3 separate regions of the Mus musculus genome follow, and regions 1 and 2 are each linked to region 3. A link is a contact called in public Hi-C and promoter capture Hi-C data. All regions are on one chromosome and are shown on one strand. The core of a region is the stretch at or near the end of the contact, and the rest is flanking DNA. Distances in the headings are between cores, read along the strand shown.

What was found. Promoter capture Hi-C pulls out the DNA fragments that hold promoters and counts their contacts. A called contact is a pair of places that touch in the nucleus more often than the background predicts.
Region 1: a promoter capture Hi-C map of neural stem cells shows a contact between it and region 3. A contact is called at or near these places in 4 of 39 promoter capture datasets (the 3T3-L1 cell line, hippocampal neurons, liver and 1 more), 2 of 484 Hi-C or Micro-C datasets (embryonic stem cells and pro-B cells), 5 of 130 datasets of targeted methods (bone marrow-derived dendritic cells, embryonic stem cells, intestinal villus epithelium and 1 more) and 2 of 9 other capture datasets (adipose tissue and pancreatic islet).
Region 2: a Hi-C map of erythroid progenitors shows a contact between it and region 3, with 5 times the contacts expected there. A contact is called at or near these places in 2 of 484 Hi-C or Micro-C datasets (the G1E-ER4 cell line and erythroid progenitors), 4 of 130 datasets of targeted methods (embryonic stem cells, extraembryonic endoderm stem cells and trophoblast stem cells) and 3 of 9 other capture datasets (adipose tissue, liver and pancreatic islet).

Annotation. Positions count from the first base shown.
Region 1 is chr19:10,320,855-10,325,164 of GRCm38.p6, forward strand. No RefSeq gene overlaps it. Among named protein-coding and RNA genes, the nearest start is that of Dagla, 18 kb to the left of the region's middle.
Region 2 is chr19:10,660,538-10,665,137 of GRCm38.p6, forward strand. Vwce (von Willebrand factor C and EGF domains) reads left to right here. Exons shown (of 20, transcript NM_027913.2): 20 at 3,554-4,600. The coding sequence ends at 4,164. Among named protein-coding and RNA genes, the nearest start is that of 4930524O05Rik, 15 kb to the left of the region's middle.
Region 3 is chr19:10,522,522-10,527,104 of GRCm38.p6, forward strand. Cpsf7 (cleavage and polyadenylation specific factor 7) reads left to right here and starts at 2,723. Exons shown (of 10, transcript NM_172302.3): 1 at 2,723-2,806; 2 at 3,431-3,539. The coding sequence starts at 3,486. It overlaps Sdhaf2 (succinate dehydrogenase complex assembly factor 2), which reads right to left and starts at 2,688. Exons shown (of 4, transcript NM_025333.4): 1 at 2,538-2,688. The coding sequence starts at 2,573.

The DNA of each region.
Region 1 (4,310 bases), core at 1,582-4,081, 200 kb before region 3:
GCATAGATCAAGACTGTAGTACGGATCTAGATTCTTCTCAATGGGATACCTGGAATCTGGGGGATTTGTGGGGTTGAAGCATCAACTTCCCCTCTTGTGCCTTCCCTACTTCCCACCCGTGTCTTGTAGGCAGTCTCACTGGAAAGCATTTGGCTGCTACAACATACAATGGCTCTCAAATGTATGCATATGCCCTAGTGATTAATACCATCCATTCCCTGAAAAGCATTCCAAAATTTGCAGTCATCTTTTGTGCTGTGTTTTCTGAGCCAATGAATATATCAAAATTCAATTACTGGGCTAGTGAGACAGCTCAGTGGGTAAGGGCGCTTACCACCAAGAATGATGACCCAAGTTCAATTCTGGGACCTACATGGTAAAAGAAAAGAACCAACTCTTGCAGGTTGATCTCTGGCCTCTACACAGGTACCGTGACATGCAAGTGATCACTTGTAATTTGGAGAAAAGGCTCGGCTGTTTAGAGTAAGTACTTACAAAGGACCCATGTTTGGTTGCCAGCACCCTTGTCCAGTGGCTCACAACCATCTGTAACTCCAACTCCAGGAGATTTAACACCCTTGGGCACTGCACTCACATGTGCACAGACCCCATCACATATATACATGATTTTAAAAGTAAAAGTAGATTAAAAGTTCAGCTATTGATAAACAATGAAATAGGAGAGACTAGAATTTAAGAGTTCTGAAAGCAAGAGATAGACCCTGGATGTAAGTCAGCAAGGAGTTTATTTGGAGTTTACATGAGACAGAAGGTGTCTGTTCTCCATCTCCCAGACTCCCTATCCCTGTGAGATCCTGTTAAAATGGTAGCACAGTTCAGCCAGCATCCTTCTTGGTCTTTCTAAGACTCTCCAATGGCTATTTACAATCTCCCACCACCTCTGGTCCACCCTGTTTCTATTTCTCCCCAGAATGCTCCATTCAGTGTAGCATGAACTAAGAAGTGTGGCACATACCTGTTATAACAGTACTTAGGAGGTGGCAGGAGGAAGGATCCAAGTTCAAGGTCATCCCAGCCACATGGCACGTTCAAGACCAGCCTGGGTCATACAAAACCATATTTAAAAAAATATCAAGGGGGGCTGCTATTTGATTAATTATTGTCTATTTTGAGACAGGGAACCATGTAACTCAGGCTAGCTTTAAATGCACTGTGTAGTCAAAGCTGGCCCTGAGTTCCCAACTCTCCTGCCTCTACCTCCCAAGTGATGGAATTACAAGTGTTTGCCACTACACAAGGCTATAATGTCATATTAAATCAACCAAGTCCTTTGCACAGATCCAGACAGGAAACTCTAGATTTCCTTCAGCCTCAGTCTCCATTGCTATCTAAACCACCATCAGCATTAATCTGAGTTGATACCAGGCCAACCTCTCTGCCCTCCCTCCACTGAGGATCCACGGAGTCCCAGGGATGCCCAACCTCACTGTCCTCATTACTGCAGAGAAGTGACTTTGCTGATAGCTGTCTATGGGAGGAGCTTCTGGGCATGTTTGGCCCTATCTTTGTGCAAAGTGTCTACTAATTTATCCCAAAGCAGCCTGTGGTATTCCCACTGGGCCAGAGACCGTGTAGTTGAATGTCAGGGTCAAGGACGGGACCACGAAAGCCCACCTGGCCTAGGTATGTAGGGAGATACCTTACCCTCTGTCTCACAATGGATCTGTCTTGGATGGGATGAGATTCTTCCCTGGAATCTTTCAAATAGAACATTTTGCTCCCCTTCCCCCCGGCAGCCACTTCTGTCTGGCCAGTTCCAGGCCTGAGTGGGAACAGTTTTCTAGAAGTATCTTGGAGATGCCAGAACAGAATGGGAAGTCATGGGTACAGCACGGTGAAGGGAAGGTGGGTGGTGGGAGCTGGCAGAGATGCCGACTGGACATTCCAGAGAGAAGAGGCCTCTGCACCCAGGCAAGGAAGCTGGGTGGCAGCACGTGAGGGGACAGCCTGGCTAGACCACATAGGTGCTTTTTTCCAGACCTGAGGGAGTCTGGAAAAGACACTGACTGGCAGGAGTGGGCAAAAAGACTAGTCATGGAAAAACCCCTTGGGGGAGAGGGAAAGGCTCCATTTAACAGAACAGCAATGGAGGTAGATTCCACATCCCACAGGCGAGTGAACAGCTGAGTATTTCGTCTCAGCGACAGCCTTCTCCTGGCTGAAGGCTGGTGCTGAGGCCCATTCAGAAATGGGTCTCCTGAATTATACAAATGTGGGCTCTGGAGTGGGGGTTTGCAGGCTGGTGGTACCTGACTCCTATGACAAATATTTCCTAGTGTTCCCTTCTCTGAGTAGAAATGAAATTCATAAATAACCTCACCTGTGTGCACATATGCTTTTAAACAAATGAAAAAAAAATCAATGTAATATCCTAACTACACCATGAAGGAAAAAAAAAAGTGATTCATAATAAAATAATACGAACTTCAGGACGCAGGACGCAAACTGACTCTGAGAGGCAGATAGGATTTCATGGCCCCACATTTGCTCCTAGAGAAGCAACCGTGAGGGCCACAGCAGCCACAAGGACAGTGGACACAGGTGGCTGTGAAGCTGACTCAGACACCACGAGCCGCCCTGTTGCCAGTGACATGAATTAGGCACCGAGTCCTGGCAAGATGCCAAACAAAACAAAGGACAATCTTCTCTCTGAATACACAATAGTCTCGTTCCCAGAAAACTCTGTGTATATAAGAAGCATGAAAGATTACTTCGTGTTTATATATAAACAGGTCACACTCGTGCACACACAGATGCACACAGCTATTGTGACCAAGAAGACGTCCTTGCAGATCTCCCAGAGTCCTCTGAGGAGCTGACTGGGACTCATTCAGCAATTGTTCTTTGAGCCACGTGTATGATAGCAGCCACAAAGAGCAGAGGGTAGGGGCCAATTTCTAGTGTCTGGGAAGGGGGTGGAAAGACCTTGTGAGTGAGTCCTGGGACATAGCATCAGAGCAGAGCTAACTGGAGGTATCTGGCTGCTGCTGACTTCCCCGAGATGTGCTTGGCAATAGATGCTGAACAGAACAAAGGATGTGCTCTGTGAGACTTTTGGAAGCTGGGCTATCTCCCCCTCTCCATAGTCACACCATCCACAAGTCAATTATATACATAGTGAATGGTCAATAAAAATGACATTCATACCTCTTAGTCACCAGGCACTGGGACTACACCATCCACAAGTCAATTATATACATAGTGAATGGCCAATAAAAATGACGTTCATACCTCTTAGTCACCAGGCACTGGGGCCCACCTTCAACTCATATAGCCTTCAACGAGTCCTGGGAGTCAGAGTCTGCACTCACCATCATTTGTAATGGGGACGTTAACAAACTGGGGCGATAGCTCAGAGGTAGAACTCTCTTGTTTAGCAAATTCAAAGCCCTGTGTTCAATTACCACCACCACCACCACCACCACCACCACCACCACCACCACCACCACCACCGCCACCGCCACCACAAGAACAACAACAACAACAAAGCAACAGCATGGAAGGTGGGGTTAACTGAAGCCTGGAGAAGCAGTCTCTTGCCCAAGACCAGGCAGTTTATACTGGAAGAGCTAGGGATCGAACCCAGGGCTTTGGGCATCCTGGATGAGCACTTTATCAAGCCACACCCCCAACTGGTAAATAAAATAGCCTTTTAAGGACTGGGGTGTAGCTCAGTGGCAGAGCTCTTGCCTCAAATCAAAAAGGCCATGGGTTTGATCTCCTGTAACAAAAAATAAATAAAAGGACCCAGCATGGAACAAAGTCTGTAGTCTCAGCGATCCAGCAGCCCAGGGTTGGCTGCCAAGGGTTGCTGGAGTCTGAGCGTTTGAGATCTTGTTTCAAAATAAAATTAAGACAAGTTTGTTATCCTCAAAGTCTAACATGCAGATGAGAAAACATAAAAAGGAAACAAAGCTGTCATTCTGTGCCCCCGGTGAGTCTCACTGTAAACATCTTATTGTCTGGCCTCTTTTTATGAATGTCAATGTTCTAATCAATATGAAAGCCTACTGTGCAGTCAGTAACAGCTTCAGCCTCTTCCTGCCAACCCATCTATATCTTTCTTCTTTAAAAACTACTTATTTGACTAAAACATATGTGTTTGTATGTTCATGTCTCCATATATGTGAACCACATGTGCTCAGATGCCCAGATATCCTGACAGATACCTGGAGGCTGGACAGATCTCCTGAAGGAGAGACAGATCCCTAGAGGCTACACAGATTCTCTGGGGGTTACACGGAGCCCCTGGAGGCCAGATAGACTCCCTGGAGGCTACACAACCTCCT
Region 2 (4,600 bases), core at 309-2,808, 140 kb after region 3:
TGGCAGAAAACAAAATGTTGGTAAAGGAGGGACTCCCCTCTTCTCTTGGTCTGATTTTTCTATCTCACACTCACTCCCTCATCCCTCTCTTCTTTCTTTCATTCCTTGTATTCTTATCTCCCCAGGCCACCTTTCTTTCCTTTCTTCTTTTCTTTCCCTTCCTTCCATACACCTGTAATGGACCTCCTGTGCAAAATTCTGGGTCAACTTTTCTTTTTTCAAATCTTGTGGGCTGTGTCAGGACAGTCTCCAAAACTGTTTAGAATTCTAATTTTTCCAGTTTACTCAGTGCACAGATGTGTTTTCTTTGTATGCTTTCAACATTCAGAAAGGTGATGGATTTTCCCACTGTCTTATGGCCAACATTGCTTCCTGGGAAGTGTCTTTTTTTTTTTAAATACTTTTTTTCTTTTTCTTTTCAAGACAGGGTTTCTCTGTGTAGCCCTGGCTGTCCTGGAACTCTCACTCTGTAGACCAGGCTGACCTTGAACTCAGAAATCCGCCTGCCTCTGCTGGGATTAAAGGCGTGTGCCACCACTGCCTGGCTTTTTTTTTTTTTTTTAGATTTATATGAATATACTGTAGCTGTCTTCAGACACACTAGAACAGGGCCTCAGATCCCATTACAGATAGTTGTGAGCCACCATGTGGTTGCTGGGAATTGAACTCAGGACCTCTGGAAGAGCAGTCAGTGCTCTTAACTGCTGAGCCATCGCTCCAGCCAGGAGATGACTGTTTTACATCTTTGGCCTTCCAAGGGCACTCCAAGATCTTGTCTGCTCCGGGAAAGTAGAGAACTGGGAACAGTCCTGAGGACCCCTGGGAACTTAGAGAATCCAGATTCCTTTTAGCCACCATAGGCTCCTCTACAATGGATAGCTATATCATCCCTCAGGCTTCCAGAAACTGTTGCCAGCACACCAGACAGCCACTAAGCATTTGCCTCTAACACTCACTGAGCAAGCAACTCAGCCAGAGTGCTTGGGCGCAAGGGTCTTATCTCTGTTTTCCAGATGGGGTTGCAGAGCCCGGGGGAGGGAGTTTCTAGTTGGTGGCACTAGACCCTTTCTTTTCTTATCCTTTGCTCTCTGGTACTCCTCCGTGTGTGAAAACTAAGACCCAAAGAGGACACATGCTGAGCCAAACTCTTTTCCCAGAGACACTGTCTCAGCTCTGCTCATCACGTCCTGTTACCCCGACTCATAGCTCTCTGTAAAAGGAGATACCACCAGGCTGGAGAGATGGCTCAGTGGTTAAGAGCACTGGCCACTCTTTCAGAGGTCCTGAGTTCAGTTCCTAGCAACCACACAGTGGCTCACAACCATCTGAATAGGATCTGATGCCCTCTTCTGGCATGCAGGTCTATATGCAGATCGAGCACTTAAACATTAAATAAATAAATAAATAAATAAATGGAATGCCAGTGTTTCATCCAAAGAGGATGGGGATTGCTTCCATCTGATGACTTAAAAATAATACAAAGAAGCTGGGTGGTGGCAGCAGCAGTGATAATGCACTTTTTAATCCCAAACCCCAAAAACCCACCACCACCACCAAAACCCAGAAGGGACGGTTGAGATAAGGCATTTGCTTCAAAGCTTGATGATGCAAAGCTTGGTCTCCAGAACATATGTGAGGGTGTGGTCACAGGGGGAGAAGAAGCTAAGCATAAAGAAAAGACCTGGTGGCAAGCAAAGGAGAGAGGGACATTAGTAAAGCTTCACCCGAGGGAAGTAGATACCCTCTCCTCTGGTGTCTTGAAATTTGTCCTGATTTCCACAAGTATGCTGTGGCGCGTGCACGTGCACACACACGCACACACACACACACACTCACAGAGGCACACAAATACACACATATGCAATGCAATAAAAATAATTTTCTTCAGACACAATTCACATATCACCCAGTTAGTTCACAAACTTAAAGCATATGCACAGCGGCATCTACCACCCCTCAGGTGACCCTTTCTTAATGTTCCTTTCTCCTTTGCCCCTGTGAAGCACATCTTTACAACGCGAGAGGTGGTAGCCTGGGACTGTTATTCACTCGGCGCCCCTGGGATCGAACCTAGTTCACTGCACTTGTCTTGTGTGCACGAAGCCCTGGATCAGTTCCCAGCACCACAAAAATTAGGTGTAGTGATGCTTGTCTATTGTCCTAGGGTGGGAGAATCTAAAAGTTCAGGTCTGCTGGGCTAGGTGGCACAAGCCCTTAATCTCAGCAGGCAAGAGCTCTGTGAGTTCAAGGCCAGCCTGATCAACATACTAAGTTCTGAAGGGACTCTGGCCAGTTTGAGTGTGGCAAGCATGGCTCTGGCAGGCTTCCTCTTTTTCCTCAGGTCCCTCTGTCTTGCTGAAAAACCATTAGATTACCTTCCCAAGGCTAACCGCTAAGGTCTATTCCCTTATCTGGCCAATTCCTCCTCCTGAGGCTGACAACCAAGATCCAGCTATCAAAGTAGTAAAGTCCAGCAGTCAAAAGCCCCCTTTGACCCGACTAATTAACACGCCCAATTAAAATCAAACACCCTATCCTAGCATGGGGTTTCCTGTTTCCTTTTATAAACAGTCATTTTCCTATATGCCAAGTCTGTCTCCTCTCTATCCAGAGGCAGTCCTTTGACCTCCAGGACAAAAACCTCTTTCCCCTCTCCCTTGTTCCCTTCCCCTTTTTTTCTCATCCTCTTTTTCCCATCTTTGTCTCTTATTGCCTGCCCATTGTTCCTCTTGGGCAAAAAACAAACAAAACAAAACAAAACAAAACTCCTTTGTGCTGAGAACTTGGTCTTGGGGTCCTGAGTCAATAATTTTCCTTTCAAGTTCTAGGACAGCCAAGGTTACATAGAGAGATCGTGTCTCAAAAAAAAAAAAAAAAAAAAAAAGAGAAAAAAATTCAAGTCGTCCTTGGCTGTCCAGTGAGTTTGAGGCTAGCCTAAATCATATGGAATACTGAGTTTTTTTCTTAATAGAGTGTATATTTTTGGATAGCGTTAGGTTGGATAGCAAAATTGAATGGAACATGCAGTGTTCCTCTGTTTTCTGACTCCACACACCAATTTCTCCCACTAGCAAAATGCCACAGTAGAGTAATATCCATCTGTAGTTATCGGTGGTTCCACGGTGACCTGTCACTGATGCCCACTGGCCTGAGGGCTTAGGCTAAGTCATCCTGTGCGGTCCTGCTTCTGGCTCTCAGTTGTTGGGACGCCCATTTTGCAAGTGGGAAAACAGGCCCAGCGTTGACTCTTTCTGTATCCTTTGCTCCCTGGCACTCCTCTATGTGGGGAAACTAAGACCTAAAGAGGAGCATGCTGAGCCATGTGCTTCCCAAAAGTCACAGCGCAAGGTCCTAGGAGGGCCGCTTTGGTAAGCTGCCTTCTTCCATCCATGGTCTCTTTCCAGCCTTCTATCCATGGACTTTGGAGGCAGCTCACAATGGTCCCTACCAGTTGTGCTGAGTCCCCTCTGAGGATAGAGTATGGCATCTATCCCCAGAATGGCTCACTTCAACTAGGGGGGACCCTTGTGATTGTTTTCCCATCTCTGTCCAGATTCTGTGTTTCCTCTAGAAGAAAAGCAGCAACCATCCCCTCATGGAGAACTTGCCAAAGCTGCACGGAACGCCCGTGGAGACACTGAAGTCCCTGTCAACTGTAGCTCCTGCCCGGGGCCTCCATCGGCATCACCTACAAGACCCATGGTCCACCTCCTGCAGAGGCTTTTAAGAACAAACCTGTCTAACATACAGTCTGCATCCCCAAGCCCTCCCATAGCCCAGACCTCATCCTCACCCCTGTTGGAGCCAGAGGGCATATCTCTTGGGAAGCCCAGAGCCTCCCAGCCCCCCGAGCCCTCAGCAGGGTCACCTGTCTCTCCTAGACTGTCCACTCTACCTCCAGCCATTCCAGGGACTCCTTTGTCACCTGTCACTCCAGAAAGCTCTTCTTCAACCTTTGGGACTCAGACAGCATTCCAGTGGCTTCTGTCTGCCACCCCCTTAACTGAGGCAGAAACACCTTCAATGACCAATGCTGACCTCTCAGAGACCCTCACCACTTCCTCGAGCTCTCAAAGGCTATCTGCAGCTCTCCCGGACACCCCCAACCCTGTTCCCCAACAGTCCACAATTGACACCCCAAAGAAGGAGAACTCTACTATCTGAGTGGATCACAATGCCCGGGACATGCCAGATAGAGCTCTCGGCTCATGGCCTCGAATGTGGAATGTGTGTGACCACAGGGGTAAAACCGGTGGGGTGTTCAGAGAAGACCTTAGAGTAAGATGGTTCATCTATAAATCAAGGAGAGAGGCACCAGAAGAAATAACCCAAACACCCCCTGGCTTTGGACTTTCAGTCTCCAGAATTGTGAGAACCTATGTTTCTGTTTGGCCCCTGCCATTGTCTGTGTTGGTCCCCGTGGCCCTGGCACACTAAGTCAGCAATGTCCACCCTCACTCGGGCAGAGCCATGCCTCGGGTGATCCCATCAGCGCATACTCTTGACATTGACGTCATGTGACATCCATCCTAGAAGTGTTTTTGGACTTGTCTGTTATCTCTGTCACTATGCTTTGTTTTCAACACTGATTTCATGTAAT
Region 3 (4,583 bases), core at 1,473-3,972:
GATACAATGAAAAGAACTGAGTAATGACTAAGTAGATAAAGTGCTCGCTGTGCAAGCGTGAAGACCTGGGTTCAGGTCCCCAGAACCACATAAAACCCATGGCTGGGAATGACATCATGCATAAGTAACCCCAGCACAGGTGGATCCCAGAGGCTTGTTGGTCAGCAGGTCTAGTCAAAAAAACATCATGACCGCTGGGCGTGGTGGCGCACACCTTTAATCCCAGCGCTTGTGAGGCAGAGGCAGGTGGATTTCTGAGTTCGAGGCCAGCCTGGTCTACAGAGTGAGTTCCAGGACAGCCAGGGAGGCCATGGAGGGATGTTCTTTACTGACTTCCTTACCCTGGCTTGCTTAGCTTGCTTTCTTATAGAACCCAAGACTACTAGCCCAGGGATGGCACCACCCACAATGGGCTCTCCCACTTTCGATCACTAATTGAGAATATGTCTTACAGCTGGATCTCAAGGAGGCATTTCCTCAAGGGAGGCTCCTTTCTCTGTGATAACTCCAGCTTGTGTCAAGTTCGAGTACAGAGAGTATAAGTATCTGTAACTTTAGCAACAATAAGTGCTTTAGAAAGCACAAGCATACGGAGATACTGACTCAACAATTCACAGATCCATTCCCTCTGTGATTAGTTTGGAAAACAAGCTCCTGCTCCCCAGATGACTGCAAAACCAGCTGCACTGAAGCCAATAGGAAAGGCTGTGGACTGCACATGCCACAGCCCTGTCTTTCCCCAAATCCTCAACACACAAGATGATGGGGAGAATGTCCCAGCAACAGGCTTCTATCCAAGAGGGAAAGGTAAGACTGCTGGAACATCATCCAAACAGCTTCTGCTTTGGCTGAGTCTAAGTGCTACAGGTAAGGACACCTTTCTGTAGCTGTGGCAAGCAAAAGTGATGGTTTGTACCAGCAGCATTCACTTGCCATGGTCCCCATCCTGCCTTACTGCAGAATGAAAAGATAACCCACAACCCCCAGCTTTTCCCTGGAGATACAGAGCAGGGGTTGGGGGTGCGGGTGGGGGCATCCACCTGAAACTCCTGCTTCTCAGAGGCTGCCTGTGGAGCTGGCTTTTGTCTCTCTTGTCTCAGAGCAACAACAGGACACAGCCCATTCCAGATGCTGAGGGACCATAGAGACCAAGAGAGCTGCTTAGTTTTGGTGCAGAAGGCCATAGAAGATAAAGCAAGATAAAATCTAGTATTGTTTACAAGCCTCTTCCCCGAGGCTCGAGGAAGAGTTGAATGTATGGTTAATGTTCTAGAACATGGGGGTTGGCATTGCCGAAGGGACTGGTTGGTTTCTGTTTTGAACAACTTGCAACACTAACCAGCATACTCTAAGAAGTCCAGTAGCCACTGAGAATAAGAGAGCAGAGCAACCAGCTGGTCATGGTGCCTCATGACTGTAATCCACGCACTTGAGAGGCTAGATCAGAACTACTATGAAGCTGAGGAGTTTTAGTACCTAAAAAACAGGGTAGCAAGGAAGGAGGAGGGAACACTGAACAACTTAAAAGAGTGTTAACAAAACTACAGCATTGCAGAAACACCGACACACTTAAAACACCCTCCTCTGGCCTTCATGGGCACCTACACACATAGTATGCATAAACTCACAAAGGCAGATAAACACATGTACATACTTTTTTAGTCTAAAAAAAAGAATAAGAAAAGAAAATGCGATTGCCTAGCAGGCAAGGCTCTGGGTTTGGTGCTTAGCACAAACAACAAAATTGTCATATGTGATATAAAGAATATTACATAGTATTAAGGAGTTAGCAGTAAAGTATAATAATCATAAATATATGTGGATCTAATAGAGCACTCAAATATATGGAAGAGACACTTGACAGAACTGGTGGGGGAACACAACAGATTTTAATGCCACATTTTAATAAGGAATAGAATATATAGATGTCGGAATCAATACTAGACAACCAGAACAATACTAATTTAAGAATATTTAACTGAGATATACAGGCATTCCACACAAGAGATCATACATTCCTCTCAAATGTACAGATAATTATGCCCAGGAGATCACAAGTTGTCAAAAAACATGTCTTGATAAGTTTAAGATAAACCATACCAACTAGCTTTCAACACTACTGGAATAAAAACGGAAAATTCTCAAACATTTAAAACCAAGATGAGACAGGAGAATTACGAATTTGAGGCCAGCCTGAGTAACAAATTAAAACCGGCTTTTAAAAGGGAGACGGGGGAAGAAGCTCAAGAAAAGCTAGGAGGCTTTCGGGGGAGGTTCGGTAACTGTTCCTGGTATGCGTTGAGTCTCACACGGTGACTGGCCACCTAACCACATATTACCCAGTATTCTCACTCGAGCACACCGTGGGCTCAGGAAAGAATGGAAAATTCCCTGCATGATCGGCTCCAGCCTGCGCCTCGCCTTGAGGGGACCATTCCCTGGTCTGTGGGGTAGGTGAACTCTCCCTACAGTCTCCACGGCACAGAGGAGGACGAAACAGTCTTAGCTGCAGCCCGCCCCGAACCCGGCTCTCTCACCCGCGCCAGCGTCGGGATCAAGGTGACCACCGCCATCTCTCTCTTATAGCACAGTAAGCTGGCAACCGGGCCACTTCCGGGAATTCCGGGCGGTCGATCTGAGGACTTCAGCGGAGGTGGACCCCAAGCCGGAAGGCGCAACCGAGCGTATGGCGGAAGTAGCGGTGCGTGTGACGCCGCCGGTGGGGGGGGGGCGGGACCTGGGGCGGAGAGCGGTTCGCGCGCTTCGGGCCTAGTCGGGACTCTCCGCGGCCGCCGCCATATTCCCGGTAACGGGGGCGCGCGGCCCGGGGCCGGCGGGGCCGGAAGGAGGGCGGGGGCCGGCGCCGCGGAAGGGAGGGGGTCGGTTGGGGTGGCGGCGGCGGAAGACAGCGGGTGGAGGGAAGCGCGGGCCTCTGAGGGAGGGGCTGAGGTCCTGGAGCTGTGGGAGGGAGCAGGGCAGGCCTAGCCTAGGGCGAGGACAGGGCCCCGTTGGTGTGGAGGCGGCGGGAGCTTCCGGGCCCGCGGGGGCTCCGGCTTGGGACGCCCCCTGGGCCTAGCAGGTGCGACGGGCTGAGCTTGCGGCGTTCGCCGCGGTGGTTCACAGCGCGGCCTGAGGGCCCTCTCAGGAGTCGAGGCCCGGACTTGGCGGTGGCGCCATAGGCAACTACGGGCGCCGACTCGGAGCACCTCGGGTCGGGCCCGCGGGTGATGGGCAGCGAGCTCCGCGAGCCCGAGCGGCCTGGGAGAGCTGGGGGCGGCGCGAGGCTGGGGGCGGGGCAGAGCGGGTGGGGCCAGGCTCCCGGCCGCCGGGATGCTGCGTCTTGGGAGACTAGAGCTTGTTGACCCTTGCCCTCCTCCCAGCCTGGGACCCTTGTGCCTTAAAATTTTTTACCCTTTTCTGAATACCGTAGTGGCATCTTTCTTACTTTGTCGGTTCTCCGGGCTCGAGAGCGTATTTCCGGAGCCATGTCAGAAGGAGTGGATTTGATTGATATATACGCTGATGAAGAGTTCAATCAGGTGAGAGGAATTAGCAGCAGTTTTGGGGTTTCTTCCATCAATCTACTGGCAGTGGTTTCTCTCTCAGCTCAAAATAATTCCCTGTAATATCGAAGCGTTTCCCCCTAGCGGTGGCTTTGAAGACGACTGACCATTCCTCTTTAGGTTAATTTGAACCTCCAGGCTTCAATTTTAAAGGGCTTGCTTTAAGAGCAAATAAAAACCCAAGTGTAATAGTATGGTGAATCAGCCTGTGGAATTCTTTCCCCAAGTCATTTCAAAGTTGAATGACTAACCATAATTAAAAATGAAAATTACATTTGTTGTAGTACTGCGGAGATAATTTCGATGCTTGTTACTTTGCTGTTCTCTCAACTTGTGGCTCGAGCATGTTGGTCCCTCCCCCTGCTTGGTCCCCTCCCAATGGTGTACCATGAAATTACTTTAAAAGCCACAGTATACCAACTGCTTTAAAGGTGGAATTCCAGTGCCACTCCAAGTGTTTCAGTCTTTTTAAATAGCTTGACTGTCCTTTTTGAGAAGTCTCTGGGCATCCATTCGTATGGATGGAAGGAAGAAAGGTAAAAACCATTGAATAAACTAGTTTAAAGGCAAGTCAAGGACTCAGTCATCCTAGTTTGAATGTGTGTTTTAACATTTAAGTATCCCGTAAGATAGTAATCTGTGAGGTTGAGTTCTTCAATCTTGAGGTCAAAACTCAACAGAAAGTTTCTATTTAAAATTTTTATCTTACCTGGGTTCTTTTTAGTACTGTTATTGTTGAGCTAGCTGGTTCTTGTCATTGGTGTGTTCCAGTGGGTACACAGAAGGACCTGGAAAGAATGGGCTAGAATGCCTAGGTGGTAGCCTGACTTTGACAGGCAACAAAAGAGGCTCATATGTCCCATTATTGTATTTTAAATTTTGTGTGTGTGCCTGGTTTGTAGGTGCCCAAAGAGCCTAGTGGTATGGGTCCAATGGAGCTGGTGTTACAGGTGGTTGTGAACCACCTGATATAGATTCTAGTAACCAGACTCAGGTCCTCTGGACAAAGTGTTCTTAGCT